Linked DNA regions of Rattus norvegicus: region 2 is linked to region 1. The links are chromatin contacts, called in public Hi-C maps. All regions are on one chromosome and are shown on one strand. Each heading gives the region's core, a stretch centred on a gene start, on an enhancer-like site or on the middle of the called end of the contact. The rest is flanking DNA. Distances are from core to core; before and after follow the strand shown. Region 1 overlaps Poc1b (POC1 centriolar protein B). Region 2 has its middle 190 kb from the start of Dusp6.

The links. Hi-C and Micro-C count contacts between places; a contact is called where the count stands out from the background.
Region 2: a Hi-C map of hepatocytes shows a contact between it and region 1, with 2.6 times the contacts expected there. The contact joins two enhancer-like sites. A contact is called at or near these places in 8 of 12 Hi-C or Micro-C datasets (the A7r5 cell line, the Rat2 cell line, hepatocytes and 3 more).

What each region holds. Positions count from the first base shown.
Region 1 is chr7:35,876,990-35,882,427 of GRCr8, reverse strand. The region is part of intron 10 of Poc1b (POC1 centriolar protein B); the gene reads right to left. Among named protein-coding and RNA genes, the nearest start is that of Galnt4, 68 kb to the right of the region's middle. Within about 2 kb of position 1,292, at least 25 of the 93 cell types and tissues checked have an H3K27ac peak or open chromatin away from gene starts, as enhancers often do. A contact at or near this core is called in hepatocytes and liver, where this site is marked.
Region 2 is chr7:36,168,032-36,173,640 of GRCr8, reverse strand. No RefSeq gene overlaps it. Among named protein-coding and RNA genes, the nearest start is that of Dusp6, 190 kb to the right of the region's middle. Within about 2 kb of position 2,715, at least 23 of the 93 cell types and tissues checked have an H3K27ac peak or open chromatin away from gene starts, as enhancers often do. A contact at or near this core is called in hepatocytes and liver, where this site is marked.

The sequences.
Region 1 (5,438 bases), core at 43-2,542:
CCTCTGGGTGGGCGGGAAGCTCTTCTCTCTGACATCCTCCAGGAGACAAGCATTTTCGGAGTGCTATCCCCAAGTAACTAATTTCCTGTGTGAAAGCTCACTGCTGCTCTTGCATTCCTCAGGGGGCATGTCCTCTCATCTCAGAGGATGCTGCTTTTCCACAGGAAGAGGAAGGAACCAGTTGTCACTGGATGTGTGGGCTGAGGACTGCGGGCATTTTCCGCATGCCTTCGCCTCAGCTGTGGGAACTGGGGATGCAGCTTGGATTCCCAGCCAGAGAGAAGACTGGAGGTGTCTCTGGGGTCCAGGCACAGTTTAGAAACATAGTACAGCAGGAAGTTAGAGGCAGAAATAAGATCTGCAGCTTCAACACCTCCACTGCCCAGAAATGTGCTCATTTTCTAAAGGGACTTGCAACATTTATTTACTTTGTTAGGCAGCCAATAGCAGATTACAAAGAATTCTTTTGTAGAGTTTCCTGTTTTAAAAGATACATTTAACATAGAAAAAGAAACCTCTCTTGTCACGACAGAAAAGAAACAGAACAAAGTATTAGCTAACTAGGACAATTTATAAAAATTTGATTTGTATACGATTTTTGGTAAATTCATTGAATTTCCTTTCCCTATGACTTAGAAAGTTAAAGAAGCTCAAATTAGCATTTTGGGGGAGGGAACAATACCTCAATCACACAACTTAGACTTCTTGTCATGATTTTTACTGCAGAGCAGATTACTGTGGGTGGAAAATGGCACTCCTGGCCTACACCATTTCCTTCACAGAAAGAGAAATTGAACAAAAGATAATGGGAGCTCCATGCAGAGAAAGGATGGCATGTTCCTTTAACACACCAAACACTCCTGTTGATGCTGCTTTAAAATCAGTTTCAAAGTGCACAAGGGAAGGGACAGTTTGGCGCTGAAAGCTTTAGCAGTTTCCACAATACATGCCAGTGCTTAAAACATTTATTTAGTTACATTATCTTCGTGGATGTTTTGTCTGCATGCAGAAGGGGATGTGGGTGCCCTGGAACTGGAGTTACAGATAGTTGTTAGCGGTCAATGTGGGTGCTGGGAATTGAACTTCGAGTACTTTGGAAGAGAAACCAGTGCTCCTAACACGCTCTCCAGCCTGCATGTGCATTTTAAGCGGTAAAAGTTATACATTTTAGTTTAGAGACACTTGAATTTGCAGACACTGTGTTCTTTCAAATAAGTCCTTCCGAAGCTTTGCTTACATAAGCAGTTAGAAACTGAAATAACTCTGAACTAGTTACACAATGTTGTCTAGTAACCAGGATGTACTGTTGCCACAACACCCGTGGAAATATTCTGTCTGCAAGTCTACTCTCCCTGTGTCCACAGATGTGTCAATACAATATTATTTTGTAGGTAGTATGTACCATATGGTCCATGAAAGTGGGCAACCGTTCTCTTCCCTCAAATAGGCTGATGTAAAAAATCTTCTGCAAAAGAGAAACCAAATGTGCTTTGCTGAGAAACTCAAATCTACATGGCATTTAGCAGGGCACTTCCCGAAGTCACAGAAAAAGGCAGAGAATTTCCTTCCCCTGATTCTAGAACCTAAGATAAGAAAACTACAATGATTTTTCTGCCCATGGCTCTTTGTCAAGATGAGGCTGAGCCAGAAGATATTTCCAGCTGCCCTGGGATTATTCAGGGCTACACCTTACTGTCCCCTGGGAGAGGAGATAGGGAATCCCGCAACTGACATCCAATCTGTCAGGAAATCCTCTTGGCTCTGCCTTCAAAATATCTTCAGAAGCTTGCCATCTCTGACCCCCTCCCTTGCTCCTGCCTAGTGTCAAGCCACCACTGTCTGAGGTTATTATTTCCTTAGTTTCCTAGTTCCTTGTCCCAGTGCCACACTTACTCAGATGGCACCTGCCATGCGACAGATGTCTGGACCACATTCCTGCAGCCTCGTGCCTTGCCCGAAGTGCTTTTCTTTACTTTGTAGTGTTTTGATCCACTGCCCTAAAAAGTCTATGTTTTTAATCTGAGACGTGCCTGTTTCTCTGAGCTTTTCTGCACAGGTTTTAATTTATTGCTTCTTTTTCTTTAAAGCTGAGAATGGGGAATGACACAGAGAAGTATGTATGTAAGCGGGTATCCTCAGTTAATATTTACTGAGAGACATGGATGGAGATGAGCACACATCTCTCCAGGGCTTGCTCAAATCTGCCACCTGTTGGTACGGCAATGTAAAGGACCTAAAGGTGCCACGCATGGGGGGGGGGGGGGGGGCTAAGGCAAGACATTCACAAGTTTAAGCTCCAAAGTCAGCTCAGGGAGGGAGGAACTAAGCAGGGACAGAGTGGGTGTAGGGCTGGGGGCTGGGGGGACAGGATGCAGGGAGCAGAGAGATCAGAAGTAGATTAGTGTGTGTTTTATTATCATGGTACACACTTTCAAAAAAAATTGAAGGAAGGACTATATTAAACCTTGCTTTCTTACTGAAATATTCCAGTTTACAAACAACAATAACAAATAGTATCCTCTGTCAGGCCAAGGGCTGATTTCTCTTGGACGAGTCTTCTCGTCTTCCCCAGGTGACTAACACTCACCTCAGGAACACGAGAACTCTCACGTTAACATGTTCCCTCGACAGTGGTCGTGCTTTCGCCTGCCCAGTGTGGGTGTGGCTGAGGCAACTCAGCGGAGCTCTCTGCCATGCTTCTGTGGACAGCCTGTCTTTATCTCGGCTAATGGGTTAGAGAACTGCACATTCTGAGATTTTTTTTCTATAATGTAACTAACTCTCAGTTTATTATAAACAGTTACTTTGATCTGAAATGCTGTCTCCAACTCTAAAGAAAGGCATATGTTGTATTTACACTATACGTCCTGGTCAGGAAAGAGATAAAGACACCATCCCAGTTCTTGGGAAAGGATTTGGTGTTTTGGCAATCCAAAGAACAACTGTGGAGTGCTGACCTCATTTTGTTCACCTACTTGTAGGACAAATAATAAACCTAACACATTAAAACGTAAGGCTAAATTGTGGGTGGTGGCCCAGACCTTTAATCTCAGCACTTGTGAGGCAGAAGCAGAGGGATCTCTGAGTTAGAGGCCAGCCTGGTCTACAGAGGGAGTTCCAGGACTGCCTGGGGCTATACAGAAGAACCCAGCCTCAAAAAACAAAACAAAAACAAACAAAAATCCACAAACAACAACAACAACAACAACCTCAGACCCTGACAACAAACCTTAAGACTATAATTTACCTGAAGGTAACAGGTCTCTCTCTCTCTCTCTCTCTCTCTCTCTCTCTCTCTCTCTCTCTCTCTCTCTGCCTGTGTCTGTCGTCTGTCTGTCTGTCTGTCTGTCTGTCTGTCTGTAGGTAGCATATGTAGGTAAACATGGAAACCAGAGGTCAAATTCAGGTGCCATTCTTGGAAGTCATTCACTTTGTCTTTTGAGATTAGGTCTCTACCTGGCCTGGACCTTGCCAACTAGGCTAGACCGTCTGGTCACTGAGCCCCGATACCCTCATATCCAGGCTCTCCTCAGCTCTAGGATTACTGGCTCTCCCCACTACACCCAGCTTTATACACGGTTTTTGAGAATTCAGATCCCCCTGCTTCCATGGCACGTACTTTACAGACAGAGCTATCTCTTTAGTTCTCCAGTCTTATTCCTATTTGAGGAGAGTGGCAAAGTGACTCTGGAACACCCTACCTGTGCAGCCACATCGTAGATGGTAGATGCTAAATGGCTATGAATAATCTCCTCCCAGGTTAGCGATGGAGCTCAGGGTTTCAAGCATGCTAGCAAAACCTCAACTGCTGGGCTATTCCTACCCATCTCTGACTCAAAATTTGATGGCAGACCCATGGCCCATTTCTGTGAAAATATTAAGACTCAACCAGAACCCTAAAGAAAAAATTCTTTAAAAAGCCAAAAAATTATATAGGTGACTTGAATGAATCAAAATAAAATTAAGGTATTTGAGAAGATAAACAGTTTAAAACCATGTCTATATGGTATATGGTATATGGTATATAGTATATGGTAGCCAATACTAACCTTTTGCAGAGAAACACCTGGGGGGTGGGAGCAACTGTGCTTTAAAAATACAGATTGGTAACAACTGATTTTGATGGGCAAATATTATATCAAAATTTCTGTCAGGCATCAGAGACAGAAGTGCAAGCCACAAAGATGCCACCGTTACACTGCATGCCTAACTTCCTCTCCACAGGGAGACACGAGAGGGCCGCTAAGACTCACTTTAGTGTAGCTTCTGTGTGCTGGGCAAACTGCTATAGACACACGTTCCCAGCCCTTTGTCTCTCCAAGTCTTTACTATATAGTTCAGATAGCCTCAAACGCAAAACCTCCTGCCCCTGACTTCTGAATTCTAAATTAGAATGTGCCATGGTGCTTGGCATGGCTACTTTTAAAATCATCCCTTAGAATCTTTCTTGTAAAGTGAAGTCACTGATATTCGACTGGCTCTGTTTCAAAAAGGCATTTTCACATTTCTCAGGCCAGTGCTCCCTTCTTGTGGACAACTGACTGTTTTATGGAGTGCTCCCCTCTTGTGGATGACACTCCTACATCAAAGTCCCACGCATACCACATAAACTAGCTGACTCTGGTTCCCCTGGGTTATCTTCAAGGGATAAGTACCCTTTTGTTCTAGCTGGTGACAAGCCCACCTTCATAGCAAACTCTTGAGAACACTTAGAGTCTTCAAGTCGGGAAGTTTTTGTGTGTTTGCTTGTTTGTTTATTTTTTTGCTTTTTGAATACACTGTAGCTATTTTCAAACACACCAGAAGAGGGCATCAATCCCATTACAGAGTGTTGTGAGCCACCAGGTGGTTGCTAGGAATTGAACTCATGACGTTTAGAAGAGCAGTCAGTGCTCTTAACTGATGAGCTATCTCTCCAGCCCCAAGTCATGAGTCTTTGCAAAGCTTAAAGGGTACTTGGCAGGGAGAGTATGTCTCAAAAAGTAGAACAAAAACCCTGAGATAGTTTCTAGGTCAGGAGCACTAAATTTTAGCCTGCTAGTTAGGTCACAAGCTGCCTATCTCCAGGATACAAAGTCAGCTCACTGGAATATATAAGGTCAATGTCATGGGCTGTGTCAAATTCATTGAAGACTAACTACGGCAAAGCTCTGTGCCAAGTTTCAGATAGCTGGTTAACGTTTAGTTAAATTCCACTGCACAAGTCGCTCCTTCGTGCGGAAATGCTGCTGGGTTATAGATGTGAGCACAGTAAGCACAGATCAGCTCCACCAGACTCACGCCTTCCCTTTCACAGTGAGCGCCTGCTTGCTGCTGTGTGGCTCTTGTCACTGCATCTTCTCAGAGAAGAACATTAACTAACGATGAAAGGACACTTCATAACTGGAGAACTGGAGCACTTCCTCAGTGCAGGCAGAACTCCTTTGCACCAGATACTC
Region 2 (5,609 bases), core at 1,466-3,965, 290 kb before region 1:
AAGCAGAAGGATCTCTGTGAGTTCAAGGCCAGCCTGCTCTACAGAGTGAGTTCCAGGACAGCCAAGGCTGCACAAAAAGAAACTGTCTCAACATATATATATACACACACACATACATACATATACGTATATATAAAATATATACATACATACACGTATATGCATACATTCACATATATAAACATATACATACACATACATGTATATATGTACATTATGTTTATATATATGTATGCATGTATGTATGTACAGCTCTTGAAGTTAAAAAGATATCAGAAATGTAAAATGTACTAGGGATGAAACAACCCATATGAAGTTTAAAAGTCAAGAAAAACAGAGCAGGATGCTAACATGAAACCAACGGAAGTATCAGATAAGAAAAGAAAACAACAAAATCATCTACTGACATTTCTAAGAACTGAGCTGCACTTACTCACCGACTTCTCCACAGCATGAGTAACCAAAATCCACACCAAAGGCAAGATCATGAGCTTCGCAAATGCAAAGAGGGAAAAGATTTTAATCCTTCCAGATCATAAAGAAAAGCATACACATGAAACCATGAGTCAAATAGCAATATAATAATAATAATAGTAATAATAATAATTGGATTTTCAGTGACAATTTTAGTGGCTACAGAATAAATACCTTTAAAAGTCTAAGAAATACTGACTGTCAGTTTTGAACTTCACTCAGATTGTCTACAAGACTTCAAATAAGGCCAGAGAGAAATGTCTGAGTGGGTCAAGGCACTGCTCTGCAAGTCTGGTGACCTGTGTTCCATCCCCAGAATTCATGAAGCCAGATGTGCTTAGGTGTGTCTATAAACCCATCATTTCTACAGGAAGACAGGAGGCATATATGGGAATCTTTCAAAAAGTAAAAGTTTCTAAAATCAAAGGGCAGACAGACTCTGCTACAAACAAGGTAGAAGGAGAAACTAACTCCTCACAATTGGCATCTGACCTCCACAGCTGGGTACATGCATGTGTGTGCAGAAACGCAGAGTAAATTAATAGGATGTATTATTTTTTTAAAAAAAAGAGGAAAAGAAAAACATTTCAAACACAGAAGACCAAAAAAAAAAAAAAAAAAAAAGTTGTATCACCCACAGTCCCTTCCTCTGTAGCGATGGAGAGAGTAAACCAAGAAAGAGGAAGAAGTTTACAGGAACCTGAAGAGACCATCTCCAATATGGCAGAGACTTAAGGGGATTTCCATGATGCCATGGTAGAGACTCCGAGCTCACAGAAGCTTGGGCTTCACTTTGGCAGCAGAAAGCACACGGATGCTTTCCCGGGGATCCATAATGATCTTACAGAGGTCACACAATGTTCCCGAACACACCGGAAGAAGATTCATCATTTTGGCAAAAAGCTTGGGGTTACAGGATCAAATGGAATCAGATAATAAGTGAAGCTTCCTGCCCCTGGGAACTTTTACATAGAGGGCTAATTTGAATTTAAATGTTAAAGAGACTAATTATATGTGGAACCTTTACTTTTTATACACCCGTACAACTGGAAACACACTTCACAAAAACTTTTCTGGGAAAAGAAGGCAGGAAACCAACCCCCCCACCAAAAAAATTTTTTTTCAGGTCAAGAAATAGTTTCAGGATAATAAAATTATCAGTCACGAAATGAAAACTGCTAAATGTTCAAAAAGAACAGCCAGTCCAGCTGGAGCAAAAAGGCACCCAAGAGATGAAAAGAGAAATTAAAGTTGACACTTTGTAATTGAAAACATTTTAGAAGGATGACAATGTAAATTAAAGAAATTAGAAACCTTAAGAAATGTCAAAAAAAATTTAAAGCTAAAATGAGCATACCATTCATTCTACAAGTACTGTCCTTATGGTATGAAAATATAAACACGATTTGTTGACACGTTCTCTCAACCAAACACAAATTTATAATTGTTTCTACTTATAACACTGATGGTAAAAATTACATAATGAGGTTTAGTGACCAGAATGGCATTGATAAATTAGGCAAAGGAACAATCAATTTACGAAGAAATAATAGTAACCATTAAAAGTCTGTTTTAATGGCCAACAGTAAGAATAACCATCTTGGACATGGTAGTTTCTTATATTTCTATAATCCAACTGCCCTCAAGACCAAGCTTCCAAAGAGTCAGCACTGAACTAAAACAATAGTGAACACTCAACACCTACTCCTTTAATTAATAGTACATAAAATTGGTTTACGTTATTTTAAACAAAATTATAGATGACTCACTCCATGTAGTGACAATACTGGGGTCAGAAGCATTAGCATAATGCCCCACACCAAATACATTACATTAATAAATGCTTGCTTGAGAATAAGTTCCCAGACAGCTTAAATGCAGAACCAGTAATATGACCAATCCCCTACTGTGTGCAAGTGACCAATCCCCTACTGTGTGCAAATTAATTCCCTACTTACACTCATGGCAATAAGAAAACACAGGAGCTTGGCCCCTTTAGGAAGGGACTTTAAACCTAACTGGTGAAAGACACATTAATGAGATAGATTACTGGGCTCCGAGACACATTCTAAGTAAGATGCTAACAGAATAAAACTGGCAATTAGTGAACGTTACACATTGTGTTCGGTTCGTTCTGCTTGAAAATCAAACAGAAAAGCACTGGAGAAGTCCAGCTTGAAGTCCTCATTGTGACATTTCCTGAAAGGAATGTAAATCATTTATTTAACAGCGCCCAGCTTGTTTGTTTTGTCGGTTTGCCCACTCTCTAGTTCTTGGGAAATAATGATCGCAGCACCTCCAATGGCCAGCAGTGTTCCCTGGGTTCAATGGGAGCAAGTGTGAGCTGAGGTTTAAACACAACACGGCAGCAGAGGCTGGTGTTTTAGCCTTTTAAATAATACTTTAACTGCCATAACGTTTTAAACCAAGGAGCTCTATGCTAGCCAGTGCTGGGTGCATTGACTTGCATTTCCAACCTGACTCAGATTTCTGTTGATCTCAAAAGGATGATTTTTCCTACAGCCAGGGTACCGGCAAGACTACAAGGTGATTACTAAGACCTCTCATTCGCAAATCTTGTGCTAATCAGAATCTGTTTCACAATGTCTAAAGAGACCCAAACAATACGAAAATAAAAAAGACTGGTAAGTACGCCATACAAATCGCATCACAGTGGTTCTCATTCAAGTCTTCTGATTACAGCATTGACTCGGTTAATCAGCTTTGGGATGAGTGCTTTTGTTGAAATTAAAATCACGAAATTATTTCTACTAATAACATCCATTCTACCCCAGTTCAGCATAGTGTCATGAGATTTTGTTTGAAGGGAATTTCTGGGCAATCCAACTCCACTGGGAGACTTGTTCTGAGAAATCCCTTCCAGATCAACAAGATGATGAGTCTCTGAGAAAGGCTGCAGTGTACAATGAAAATACGGAACCATTCTCTCTCGTCCTAAGGTTTTGGTATTATCGAACACTCTTCACACCAGCAGAATCTGCCTAGGGTGCAGTATGGTTTTTCTTTTCCCACTCGGTTTTGCACAACACCTGCAAATTAATCAGGATGTTTTGGGGTGTACCCGCACTTCTCTGTCAACATTTCAGCTTTGGGCAGATGCCAGCCTGTACGAGATTTTCATCTTGAGGCTGCTTCCTTTCTTGCAACACTGGTTGGACTGTTGCCAAAATCATCAAGCTACTGAGGGAACATCCCCTTTTACTTACTCCCATCCGTTTCTGGATCCGAAAGTCATCCCTGAGTGTTATGACTAAAGATAGGCCTTTTTCCTCTCTCATTATTACTAACTCAACTACAGCAATCCTCACCAATCTCTTTAGTTCCCTCTTTTTAACATGCTAACACCTCAGTCCTGAGTTCATGTCTAGGGTTTCTGTTTTGGTTTTTTTGTTCATTTGTTTGTTTTGTTTTTCTATTAAAGAAGAAACAAACGATTTAGGGCTATGATAATATTTATCATGCTAAGAATACTCAGGTCTTTGTTTCTACACAGAAATAATAATGCCATTTCTACCCCTAACCACTATGGCAGTGTGTGAATGTGTGTGTGTGTGTGTGTGTGTGGGTGTGTGTGTGTGTGTATGTGTGTGTGTGTGTATGCGTGCGCGCGTGCACACACACACATGCATGTGCGTTTGCATGTGTCTATGCATGGAGGCTAGAGAGGACAGTGTGATTTTGCTACTCTTATGAATCATAATGTAAATATCTGACATGCAGGATATCTGATATGTGACCCTGGGAAAGGGTCATTAGACTCCAAAACAGGTTGCAATCTATAGGCTGAGAACCTCTGTTTCACACCACACTTTTGAAACACAATCTCTCACTGATCTCGGGGCTCTATGATTTGGCTAGATGGACTGACCAGAAAGTCCCAGGTACCTTCCTCTTCCCATCCTAGTCCCTGCCTCCTGGCACTCTGGTTATATATAGTCACAGTCTATTTTCCCAACTTTATAAGTGGGTGCCAGGAAGCTGAACTCAAGTCCCCATGCTCGCATGGCTAGTACTTTCCTGACTGAACTCTTCATTCCCCATTGCAGCATTTGTAAATATAAATCTCTATGCACGTCATGTATTTATTGTTACCAAAGTAATGAAAATTGAAGTAACAGTGAGAATAGTCAAACCCCAAAACGCTGACCATTCTAAATTGCTATAAGGGTGTGGACCACCAGAAGTCATTTATGGTTGGGAGAATACAAAATAGTACCATCATTATAGAAAACAATTTGACAGCTTTGTGCAAAACATAAACTGTACGATATACCAATCACCGTTTGGTGTTCAGTAAATGGAGTTGAAAACATGTGTTCGGTCAAGAACCTGAGTGTGAATGGTGCACACTCAGTCATAGTTATGAAAGCTCCGATGCAGCCAAGATGTCCCTCATCAGTGAATAGATGAATTCTGACACATTGAGTGAGGTTTTTCTCAGTGCTACAAAGAAATGAACCAATAGCAAGCTTAGAATGCAGTTCAGTGGTAGAGTATTTGCCTAGCATATGTAAAGCCTCGGTTCAACTTCATAAGACTACAAAAGCAAAGCACTGGAAAAAATGGATGTATTAAATGCATAGTGATAAAGTGAAAGAAGCCAGTAAGAAAGGGTGCATCCCATATGATTCCAACGTGATGTCATTCTGGAAAAGACAAAATTCTGTAATAGGATTAAATAAATAAATCGGTGGTTTTGCGAGGATTAAGGGAGAGAGAAATAATTACACAGAGCTCAGAGGAATATATTTGACAATGAAAACTCTGTCTGATACTATATGGCACATTAATGTTGTTACATAGTTATCCAAGTCTATGCTTAACAGCAAGTGAACTCAAATGTAGGCCATAGACTGGGGCAGTTACATTGTTCTATGTTGGCTCATCATTTGTAACAAGTGTACCCTGTTGATAGGGGATGTTGCTATTGGGGGAAATGGTGGATGTGAAGGAGTGTTAAGAGGAGTGTGGGGGAGCATACATATTCTCTGTAGCATCACTTTGTTGTAAGTCTGAAAATTTCCTAAAAATCTAAATGTAAACTACAGGATCCTCCTCAGTACTTACATACTAACAAAGAATTCTGTCTTAGCTAATACAGTAGGAACTTGATT